2 separate regions of the Mus musculus genome follow, and region 1 is linked to region 2. The links are chromatin contacts, called in public HiChIP or PLAC-seq maps. All regions are on one chromosome and are shown on one strand. The core of a region is the stretch at or near the end of the contact, and the rest is flanking DNA. Distances in the headings are between cores, read along the strand shown. Region 1 overlaps Ptpn14 (protein tyrosine phosphatase, non-receptor type 14). Region 2 overlaps Ptpn14 (protein tyrosine phosphatase, non-receptor type 14).

What was found. HiChIP or PLAC-seq counts read pairs in DNA pulled down with a chosen protein or histone mark.
Region 1: a contact with region 2 is called in an H3K27ac HiChIP or PLAC-seq map of epiblast stem cells. The contact joins two enhancer-like sites. A contact is called at or near these places in 6 of 484 Hi-C or Micro-C datasets (CD8 T cells, the MC3T3-E1 cell line, embryonic stem cells and 3 more), 7 of 115 datasets of contacts at active chromatin or transcription factors (double positive thymocytes, embryonic stem cells, epiblast stem cells and 3 more) and 2 of 9 other capture datasets (adipose tissue and pancreatic islet).

Annotation. Positions count from the first base shown.
Region 1 is chr1:189,829,595-189,835,173 of GRCm38.p6, reverse strand. Ptpn14 (protein tyrosine phosphatase, non-receptor type 14) reads right to left here. Exons shown (of 19, transcript NM_008976.2): 6 at 2,376-2,446; 7 at 1,769-1,856. Gm26574 (a long non-coding RNA gene) reads left to right here. Exons shown (of 4, transcript XR_003948568.1): 4 at 256-2,033. Among named protein-coding and RNA genes, the nearest start is that of Gm26574, 6.0 kb to the left of the region's middle. Within about 2 kb of position 4,238, at least 61 of the 459 cell types and tissues checked have an H3K27ac peak or open chromatin away from gene starts, as enhancers often do. A contact at or near this core is called in embryonic stem cells, epiblast stem cells and stem cell-derived epiblast-like cells, where this site is marked.
Region 2 is chr1:189,751,322-189,756,972 of GRCm38.p6, reverse strand. All of the region lies in intron 1 of Ptpn14 (protein tyrosine phosphatase, non-receptor type 14), which reads right to left. Among named protein-coding and RNA genes, the nearest start is that of Gm51739, 24 kb to the left of the region's middle. Within about 2 kb of position 1,717, at least 81 of the 459 cell types and tissues checked have an H3K27ac peak or open chromatin away from gene starts, as enhancers often do. A contact at or near this core is called in embryonic stem cells, epiblast stem cells and stem cell-derived epiblast-like cells, where this site is marked.

The DNA.
Region 1 (5,579 bases), core at 2,989-5,488, 76 kb before region 2:
GGTCTTTTGCCTGCTTTGTGCTCTGTATGCATGCCTGGTTCCCACATAAGACAGAGAGGGTACCAGATTCCCTACGACTATAGCTAAGGACACCTGTGAGCTGTCTTGCAGGAAGCTGGGAACCAAACCTGGGTCCTCTGTGTGAGCACCAGGTGCTCTTAACCACGGAGCCCCTTCTCCAGCCTACTTCTGATATACTTTTAATTTCTGAAAAATTTTTGACTGTCTTAAAGATTGGATTTTTTTTAAAACTAGGGTATTGTTATCCCAACTTGTCACAAAACACTGTGGTTGTCCCACTCTGAGGAAGGCTGCTAATTCCTAAAGAACCTGCTAGAAGAACCCACTGAAGAATCTGACAGAAACCCACTGAAACTCTACAGTGCTGGCTTCACTGGCCGCCCTTCCTCCGGTTCGGACAAGAAAAACAAACAAGCAGATGGCTACAGAGTGAGATCCCAACTTCCAGGCAGAGAAGCTGGTTTGGTAGAAACAGAGAAAAGTTTACTGCTTTTTCAGTGACACAAAATGTTATGACCATCTACGGGGTGCTGACAGCGGGCTGCAGATGGGCTTGCCAGGCATTACTGCAAGAAGAATGGATTACAGCCCTACTAAGGGCGGCATTAGAGAAGCAAAAGAAAATTAAACAAATCTAAAAAGAGAGCCATTTAGCCCTCACCATGAGACACGGCCACCCCGCTTGATTCTGTCCGACGCTCACAAGCCATTCTCATTAAGGCAAATTGCAAGCAAACAGCAGAGAGGGAGCAGGTCATGCGTAGAAAGCAGCCGGCAGATCCGGCCCGGAGTGAAATACTGAAATGACAGGCGTCCCCAGATCGCTGGGATGGCCAGCTGCAATGGGTTTCTGATAGCGTGCCCATCCTTTGAAGAGTTGGTCAGTAGAGAGGGGGAAATGACTTTGGATCCTGGGCTCCATGATGCTTCCAGCCACACCCACTCCGGGAGGTGAGGCACTTACAGTGGGTGTGAGGTGCTTTCATGATTTCCTAGGCATGGTTTCCAGAAAACACCCACCACACACAGCTCTGCAGAGCTGGAGAAATAAGACATGGTTGCATACTGGAGACGCTTTTATCTGCGTTGCCAGCAGTCGCCCCACATCCAAAGAAGAGCACAAGAACCCCCCTCGCTAGCCTCCGTTCACATCCCCAGGACGCCTGCTGCTTGTCCTGCTTTAAGAAAGGCAAGGTCTGGCCTTGACACTTTAAGGTGAGCAGTGCCAGTACATGGCTTCAGATGGATGTCCTAGAACTGCAGATATTCTGCTGAAGATCAAACCCCAAGTCTCTGAGCTAAGAAGGGGTTCTCTTTGTCTAAAGTGAATTCTTAACACCGCTGTGCTGGTTAGGATGACAAATGTCCCCCGTAAGCTCACGTGTTAGAAAACATCACCACCAGCTGGGAGAAGTGTTTGGGAAAGTTATAGAACCTTTCTAGGTAGCAGAACCTTGCTGGAGGAAACAGGTCACCAGGGACAGTCCTGAGGCATCATAGCAGTCTGCTCCCTGCTGATTCTGCACACTGGTTGCTTATGCAATGTGACCCACTGCCCCAGTGCCTTCTCCAGCACCAAAGGCCAAGGTAAGATTGACCTTCCTCCTTCAAGTTGCCGCTCGTCCAGTCACAGAGAAGAAAAAGTAACTAATTTATCAACTAATGTCACATGACACTGGGAAGCTGAAGCCACTCGGGCCCGTGGCACTAACTCTGAACATGTGCAGGGGCAGGGACAGCCTGTTACCTTCACGGGGAAGATCTCCTGTCCAAATCCATCCAAACGCTCTACCTCGTTGATGTACATCAGTTCAGCTTCAGCCGGCAGGATCCCGCTACAATCCAAACAGCGCCACGGGAGGAAACGGTTAGCAGTACAAAAGTGACTGGAAACCCTCAGGATCCTAACGGCAAACTCTAGAGCTGCGGCACTGGGGATGGCAAACCTTTCCACCAGAAAGGACGGTACCTTATCAACTGTGGCATTGGCATTCAGCTGCCTTTTACTCAACAATAAATAAATAAATAAATAAATAAATAAATAAATAAGAAAAAGAAGGTAAGTTACTCAATTAAGACACCTAGCCTTAAAAGCACTAACTATTCCACACACCTCTGTGGACAGTGTTGTCTACTTTGAAAAGATACCAGTTTGCTCAGGACTATGAAGATTTTCCATAATTTTAGAAAGGAAAAATTTTCAAGAGAGAGGAGGGGCAGGGAGGGAGAGGAAGAGAGTAAGGAAGAAAAGATAAGGACAGGAAGAGGGAGGGAGGAAGCACAACCAGGAGTTGGGAGGAGACAGAATGTGTGCTGCGTTGGCCGGACAGGCTCTCGGACTCCGCCTGCCTTACCTATGAGCTTTGTGTTCCTGGGCCACCTTCTGGGTTAGCTCCTCCAGAGCCGCCTCCTCCATGGCCAAATCCTGGAAGAACAGGATTACAGATCAGGGGTGGTGTCTGACAGTGGCTCTCTTGACAGGTGTCTCCAGTGATGCACCCGCCCCCTCCCCAGAAGACTAGGCTCAGGTATATGGTCCCTACTGTTGCACACACGTCTTCTCCATAGCCAATGGGACCCGTTAGGCAGAAAGCTCCAGGCCTCACCCAGCTCTGCCTCCTCAGCCAGCTTTTCTTTTACGTGGGTTCTGGGAATCAAACTTACGTCCTTACAAGCTCATTACTGTCCATCTGTCTCCACAGCCTGCGGGTATGTGTTTTTTAATGATTAGGGCAGAAGCCAATGAGTATCCATGCAGGCTATCATTTTTAAGAGTTGAACATTGGAATCTGCTGTGCCAGGACCTTTTGCCTGCCTCTAAAATTCCAGGCAATGAGTTTAAACTGTGTGGTGGCAGAGCTGGCTCTTTCTGGTGTTACTTGCTGCTCAGCATGGGAGGGGCTGGAACACACCTCAGGACACCTACAGGACTGTCTGCAGGACCTCATGTGTACATGTCCTCCTTAGTGCCTCAGCCAAGGCATACTGGATATGCCCAGACTGTCAGGCACCAAGAGGGCAAAGCATGCACATCTGGCTTCTATGCTCCATAGGTAACGGCAAGAAATCTTCCAGCTACGTCCTGCTGAGGGCGTCTCCCTGCTCCTGCTGTCTAGGGTACAGGGCGGGGTCTGAAATGCGGGCGGATTCATACAAAGTGTGAGGGAATGCTTGTTGTGTGAGCAGGAACACCTGAGGTCTAGCCTTAGAATCCACGAGGAGAAAATATGGCTTGGGTGTCTTACGGGGTTTGACGTGGGTGCTGGGAACAACTGAAACAGATGGCTTGGGAGGCCGACAGTCTGCAAGGCTGGAACCTGGAGCTCGCTGCCCTGAAGATGCAGCCTAGTGAGTGAATTCCAGGCAAACAAGAGGCCCAGCTTCAAAACCCAAAGTGGACCAGCACTCTAGAAATGATAGCCAGGGCTGATTTCTGCACGCGCGCGCGCACACACACACACACACACACACACACACACATATCTTAAATAGCATTTATTTATATAGAAGTTCACTTCCAATGTCATAAGCCTACATGGGTGCAACCCTTACACCAAACCCAAAATAGACATGGCTGAGAACTACTCTATCTCAAAACAACAACGTGAGGAACTGGTATTGTTGAAAGTTGAAGAAATGAGCCCATAACTGTGTCTGGAAGTTCTGTTCTGTGGATTCTAGAAGGCCCTAAGCGCCCGAGAAACAGAGAAGTAGATGAACCCCAAAGGGCTCTTTCTTATTATTGGTATTGATTGACTTCTGGACAGCCACTGGGATGACAGGAAGGAAATAAACAGGCTTCCTGTTGTGAGACTCGAGGGGTCTTGTGTGCTTGACACCCTAACTGCTCCCATGCCTCTCAGGCAGCAGCCATACCAGGTGCTGGCTAATTCTAAGAGGCACAAAGGAAGAGAATGAATTGAAGATCAAAGGGCTTCACTAAACCTCCTGTTCCGACTTTGAAAGGGCCCCAAAGTACCCTCCTGCTTCTATCTGCAGCTCCGTGTCTCCAGCTGTGCATATGTGGGGGGAGGGGCGGGGCGAGGTGAGGCTTGCACACCCCAGAGATGTGTAAGAGTGTGGCAGTGCTGGATAACAAACGGCAGGGAGTGCGGTACAGCCACACACCTGTGGGCCGTCTGTGTACTTTGTTCTCTTCTCTGCTGAAGAAATGCCATCTGCCAAGTCAGTGACTAGGCAGGATCAAACAGGGCCATTCATCCCGCGTCCCTCCCCCAGCTGAAGAATGCATGCTTCCCTTTGAAAGCTCCGGTAGAACCTAGCTGAAGGTTGACAACTTTCCATGGCTCCCCGCTGCTTGCACAATGAGATCGACACCTGGGCCTGGCATCTGGACCTTTCTTCAGTGGGACCCAGTGGTTCCTTCCAAACCGCCTCCTCTGAGAGTGCAGAGCCTCGGGCAAGCTGCTGTTCTTAACACAGCCATTACTGGTTTTATTTACACTGGTGCCCACACTTCTGGAGAGAACTACACAGTACATCATGCAATGGGAAATGCCCCATGTCAGCTATCGCTCCCTCCACGGTGCCTTCCCTCACCTGGACATGCCCTCTCTGCTGTGGGCACCCCCCACACCTCTTCTGGGTGTTCTTTCTACAGTGTTTCCACTGTGGTTATCTGTACAGCACCCTAGCTCCTTCCTTGCCCCCATCCCCCTGACAGAATATGACTACCTCAAGGGCAGCAATTCTTCCCATCCTGTGGGAAGCCAGTCACAGGGCTTTTCCAAAATGACCCTTCCAAGTTCATAAGACAAACTAAGCGGTCAATAAATATCACGGAACTAAACTTGGTGGACGGCATGTGACTTTCGTATTATTAGACAAGAGGTTTTGATTATGCCAAACTGGTTAACGGTAGTTTGTCCATCCCTCTGCTTACCCTGTCTGCTTGCATTACAAAATGCAGACAGTGGCACTGATCAACTCATTTGCATATCATAGAGTCACTCTAATAGTAACACACCCAAATGACTGGTCACTGAGAACTTGCCCTGGACCAAGCTCAGATGGATGGTTTCCCTGATCTTCACAACGGTGCTGGCTTTATTCTCATCTCAGATGAGGCCATCAGCTAATTTGCTCAAGGTCATAAGGCCAGTTAGGGGTGTTAACCCCAATACAGCCTCAGCACCACCCAGCAAGTATGTGGTGAAGTTTCAGAACACAGACTACCCAGGACAGATCATGGCAGGATGGACTGGGGATATGTGCGCAGAGAAGAAAGATGAGGGCTGAGCCCAAGCCTAGGCCCATTCCAGACTCATGCACACAGGAATCCACCGACTTCTTATTCAGCATTCCCAGAGGACTTTAGGGGAGGATAAAAACACTTCTGATCTTTCCTACACAGCAGCCCCTAGACACACACTTGGCTACTGAACAGTAAGAGATAGCCAGTGTGGACAGAAAACTCAACCTCTAACTTCATTTAACTTTAATTTAAATTTGAATATAAACATCCACTGAAGTTAATGATAAACCATTCTGCAGAGAGCAAGCTTAGACCTAAGAATAATAATCTTGATAGTTGGGAG
Region 2 (5,651 bases), core at 468-2,967:
CCCAGAGAGTGTTCATCAGGCGATGACGGCTGCCAGGGCGCTGCATTCCTGTGACAGATGGTTGGGTAAGATACGGACTTTCCTGCCGAAATCATTCTTGCCTGATTAGCAGCGGAGCAAAACAAAAACAGAACACGGTTTGCTAAACTGCGTGTGAAGTCGCCTATTCCTGAACGCTTACCCAAGCAACACACCTTACCACCGGGGCTGTAAATATTTACTTTCCTTGGGAACAGATTCAAGGGAAATAGAACAGGGTCTGGTGTTTGAAAACACTGGATTAACTCCGATACAAAGAAATAAAACACACGCACACACAAAGAGAAGCTCTGGAAGACAGGATGCATTGGGTGTCTCTCCTAGGAAAATCCTCCTATTTCCAGAATCGCACATGCTCCGTGGGTTGCCCTCATATCCCAGCTGGAAGAGAATTCCCATCTTACCCCACTCCACCCACGGGGCACCAGTCATATTAGTTTCCTCCTGACTTCTCGAGCACACCCTGGGCTGGAAGGCTTGCCTTCTGCATGTGCTCCCAGCCCTTGCGCCCTCCCCTTCATGGAGACTTCTTTGTCAAGTTCTCTCAGATCCTCATCCTTTTGATATGAGGGCCCAAGTTCAATTCCCGGGTCCCATCAGAGCATGGCAGCAAGCATTTGTAATACCAGCAGTGGGCAGGAGCTGGGCAAAGACAAATGGATTCCTGGAGCGTGTATGTTGATCGGCCAGAGATTCCTAATTGACAAATGTCAGGGTCAGTGAGAGACCTGGTCTCAAAAACTAAGGCTGAGAACAGAGAGCTCTGGCCTCCCAGTGCAAGGGAGTAAGCTAGAGCTGTCCCTCTCCCTGGCTTCTTCCTCTTCGCCACCCCCATCTCCCTCACTCCACTCTCTATAACTGAAAACACAACTAGGAAATTTCGGGGCTGGGATTTGCCTCAGTGGTAGAAGAATTAACTGGCAGGCATGAGGACCTGCATGCAAGCCCTAGCACCAAACCATGGAAATTATTATCTGGGGGTTCGGGTGTGGGTGTGGCATAGAAAACCCACTCTTCTAAAACAAGCATGGTTTGGGGCAGCTGGGAGAGAGTCAGGAAAGAGATCAGCCTTGTCAGTTGCTGCTTCGTGTTCTGAAAATACAGCCCAGGTTTGGATAAACACAGCCCAGGCTGGCCTTGAACTCAATATATGGGATATGCTAGTCTTGAACTCAGCAATCCTCCCACCCAGGTCCTAAGTGCTGGGATTAAAGGCCCACACTACCATCCCCACTTCTGTTATTTAAAAACATCTTTTTTGGTTTTAAGTAAAGTTCCCTTCAGCTGAACTGAAACTAGAAAGGTAAACTAGAGAAATGACCACACAAATATTCCCTTCGAGTAGCACGGAGGTTAAGATGATGCTCTCAGGAAAAAGGCCTTGGTCTGCCTTAATTCTGTTTCATACTTTAGGTATGATGGTTTTAGTCTATGGCTTCAGAAATTTTATTAAGTGCTTTTAAGTTAAAACAAAACAAAAGATGAGGCCTGCATCAGATACAACCACATCTCCACACCCTCCCACCCCAAGGTTCTGAGTCTGCAGCCACCTGGACAGACCCTTTTCATCCCACAGTCCGGCTCTGTGCCTACAGTGCACTGAGCCTCCAGGACAGCTGGAAAGATCTCCTGCAGTTACAGATGCATTCCAGAGAGAGTTTGGAAGGAGAGACGCACAAGCCAGGGCCGCCGCCTCGCGCCTCCTGCCCGGGCATGCTCATTTGGATAACCAAGCTGCTCCTCGCCCATGCAGCTCATCCTGCATAAAGGTCTGCTGGGTGGCAGAGGCCACAGCTTGTACAAACCCTTGGAGTCTAATATTAAATGAAAGATTCTTCAACTCTATCCAGATGACAAATGTCCACAGGGGCCTGCACTCTCCTACTCTAGGAAAGCTGTCGTTTGAAATTCAAAATAAGGGGCTGGAGGGATGGCTCAGTAGAGGGAAAGTACTTGCTGAGCAAGCAAGAGGACCTGAATGTGGATGTCCAGCACCACAGGTAAAGTCAGCCACAGCAGTGCACGTCTCTAACCCCGTGCTACGGGTGGCGGGGAGACCGGAGGCTCTCAGGGCTCGCTCACCACCAGCATTGCTAAAACAACAAATTCTAGATTCGGAGGGAGACCCTGCCCAAATAAATAAATAAATAAATAAATAAATAATAAATAATAAATAATAAATAATAAATAAAAGACACCTGGCATTGACTTCTGACACACAGACACATACAGTCACATATAAACACAGACACAAATACAGACACTCACATACATAAACATACACACACAGACACACACATAAACACACAGATACACAGACATAAACATATACACACACATAAACACACACGAACACACAGAGGTACACATATAAACACACACACATAAAGACACAGACCCACATACAGATATAAACATATTCAGACACACACACACACCATACAGATAAAAGTAACTTTAAAAGCTAAGGCACCAGTTATGAATGCAAGCCCTGTGAGAGCGACAGCTCAGTGGATGAGCAACTGTGCACAGCACAAAGCCTTGAGCTCCATCACCAACACTTGAATGAAAAGAGATAGCAGGGCAACTGAAGCCGAGTGTGCCCGTCCCCTGTGGCACAGCAGTGAGAGGCTGAAGGTAGCCAGAGCTGAAGGGATGCAGCACCACAGACAGGGACCACCGTGGCCTGTGAGGACACCACACACTGGCTACTCCTTCTACAGGCACCGTCTCTCTTGTTGTTGACTCTACAAACTGCATCTAAAACAATAAAAATACAATAGCAGTGAACTATGCTGAGGTTTTCAGATGCCTGCCTTTCAAAACAGACTACGGTAATTCACGAAATCGGTCCAGCTTAACAGGAAATGCCAAATAGACAGTAAGGGCAGAAAGAAGTCCTGAGTCTGCATATGGAGGACAGAAGAGGAGCGCCTAGGACAGGGTTGAAAAGGAGCTAAAGTGGGGAGGGGGAACAAAAGGGTAAAGGGTGAGAAAGACATTGCATAGATTTAACTCTGTGTGTGTGTGTGTGTGTGTGTGTGTGTATGTGTGTGTGTGCATGCGCGCGTGTATGCATATGTGTGTGCCTACATGCATATGTATGCATGTGTGAATGCATGTGTCTATGTATGTGCCGGTACACTCATACATGCATGCATATGTACCTGAATGCATATGTGTATGTTTGTGCGTGTGTGTATGTGCTTGTATGTGTGTACCTGCAAGCATGTGTATATGGATGTGTGTGTGTGTGCGTGCATACATGTGTGAGTGAATGTGTGTATGTCTGTGCATATGTGCTCATGGGTGCATATGTGTGTATGCATGTGTGTGTGTGTGTGTGTGTGTGTGTGTGTGTGTGTGTGTGTGAGCTATGCTGCTATCTAGGTATGAAATGTCACAAGGAAACATCCTTTATACACTACGTTTAAAAACCCACGGTTTTCAGCAGAGAAGACTCAAGAACAAGAGTGGAGACTGCAACAGAGCCTGATTCCCATGAGCTCAGGAGCCTGGAAACCAGAGTAAACTGCACAAGCAGAGATTCTCAACTGTGAGCCTCCCCACCCCTTTGGGGTTACATATGAGATGTCCTGCATATCAGCTATTCATTCACATTACGATTCATAATGGTAGCAGAATTAGTTTTGAAGGAGCAACAAAAGTAACTTTACATCGGGGGGTCACCAGAGTGTGAGGAACTGTATTAAAGGCTGGCAGCATTAGGAAGGATGAGAGCCTCTGTGCAAAAGGGTCCCACCTCAGGTGGGGACACTGGCATTCCTCATCAAGTCCACCTCACCCGCCACAGCTGCCAACAAGGATTCCACAGCCAGCCCTGGCAGGCGTCGTGCAGTCTGCAGCCCTTCGGGTCCCCACTTTACTGTGGTACACGCTCCATACACACCTCTCCATCCCTGAGCATCCCTGGTGGATGGAGCCTGACAGAGAAGCATGAATGTGTCACCAGGTCCCTGGAATGCTGTCACAGTCCTCCCTTTGCAGGTCACACAGGCCGAGGTCAAGCATGTCACAAACATTCCTTGCTAGAAGCCCAAGGCTAGTGTCTCCTTAAAGGGGCTAAACACTTTCCTGCTTGTCTGTCTGTCTGTCTTTCTCTCTCTCTCTCTCTCTCTCTCTCTCTCTCTCTCTTTCTGTCTTTAAAATACGGTTTTGTGTAGCCCAGGATGGCCCCAAATTCACTCTGTGGCCAAGGATGCCGTTGAATTTCTAATCCCCCTGCCTCCACCTCTCCCAATACTGGGGTTACAATGCTACCACTCCACCCACACATCCCTAGCGCTTTGAAGATAAAAATCAATCCACAGTGGCCACAGGGCTACATGTCATCTCTCAGCAGGAACTGTAAGAGTCTACAAATGGAGGCTGTGGGAGGGAATAAGAAGACACCTCCCTTCCAGAGCTAGGTCACAGCAAATGTACAAAGAGCAGATGTGTGCCTACAGTGATTCCCTGGGCAACTCGCTGAAGGCAAGCGTTATCAGCCAGCATGCCACTCACATCAGCTCCTTCTGTGGCAAAACAAAGCTGAGGAGATGTGATGTGGGCACCTAGCACTGTGGCTGCCACGTAAAAACAATAAAAACACACCACTTCTGCCAACGCAGCCTGGCATACTAGGAGAGTCGCCATTCAGGACATTTCTAGCACACAATGAGTTTATATGTGAAAAATAAAATATGCATTTTTTCCCATGTATTGAAAAGCCATGCATCAGATGAAGGCCTGTCACGTGCTTGGTGTGTTCATGGCCTGAAGAAAAGGTGCTCTGGGGCTGGAGAGATGGCTCAGATGTTAAGAGCACTGACTGCTCTTCTGGAGGTCCTGAGTTCAAATCCCAGCAACCACATGGTGGCTCACAACCATCTGTAATGAAGTCTCATGCCCCTTCTGGTGTGTTTGAAGACAACTACAGTGTACTTGCATATACTACATAAATAAATATTTAAAAGAAAGAAAGAAAGAGAGAGAGAGAGAGAGAGGGAGGGAGGGAGGGAGGGAGGAAGGAAGGAAGGAAGGAAGGAAGGAAGGAAGGAAGGAAGGAAGGAAGGAAGAAAAGGGTGCTTGGTAATGCATACATGTATTGCATATATGTACACAGTGCTCTTAGCGTGCAGCAGCCCCTCAGTGGCAAAAAGGCCTGCGCCGGCCATAGTAGACCAGCTAAGGAGCTTTCAGATAAAAGGTCTAATGCAACTAATTAGTGGCAGCTCCTGATTCGGAAAGACGCACACGCAAGCAGGAGAGGAAGGAACAAGATTACTGGGGCCAATGAGAGGGCCCAGTGGGTAATGGAGATTGCCACCAAGCCTCAGGATCAGAGTTCAATTCCTAAGACCCACATGGCAGGAGTAAATCAACCCTCCCAAGTTGTCCTTTTGAGCTCTATGTACACCAAGTGCACACAGACACACACACACACCCACACACACGCGCGCACACACACACACGCACATACACACATACACACACACACACACACACACACGCACACACGCACACATGCGCGCACACACACACACACACGCACGCACACACGCACACGCACACACACACATACACACACACGCGCGCTCACGCGCACACGT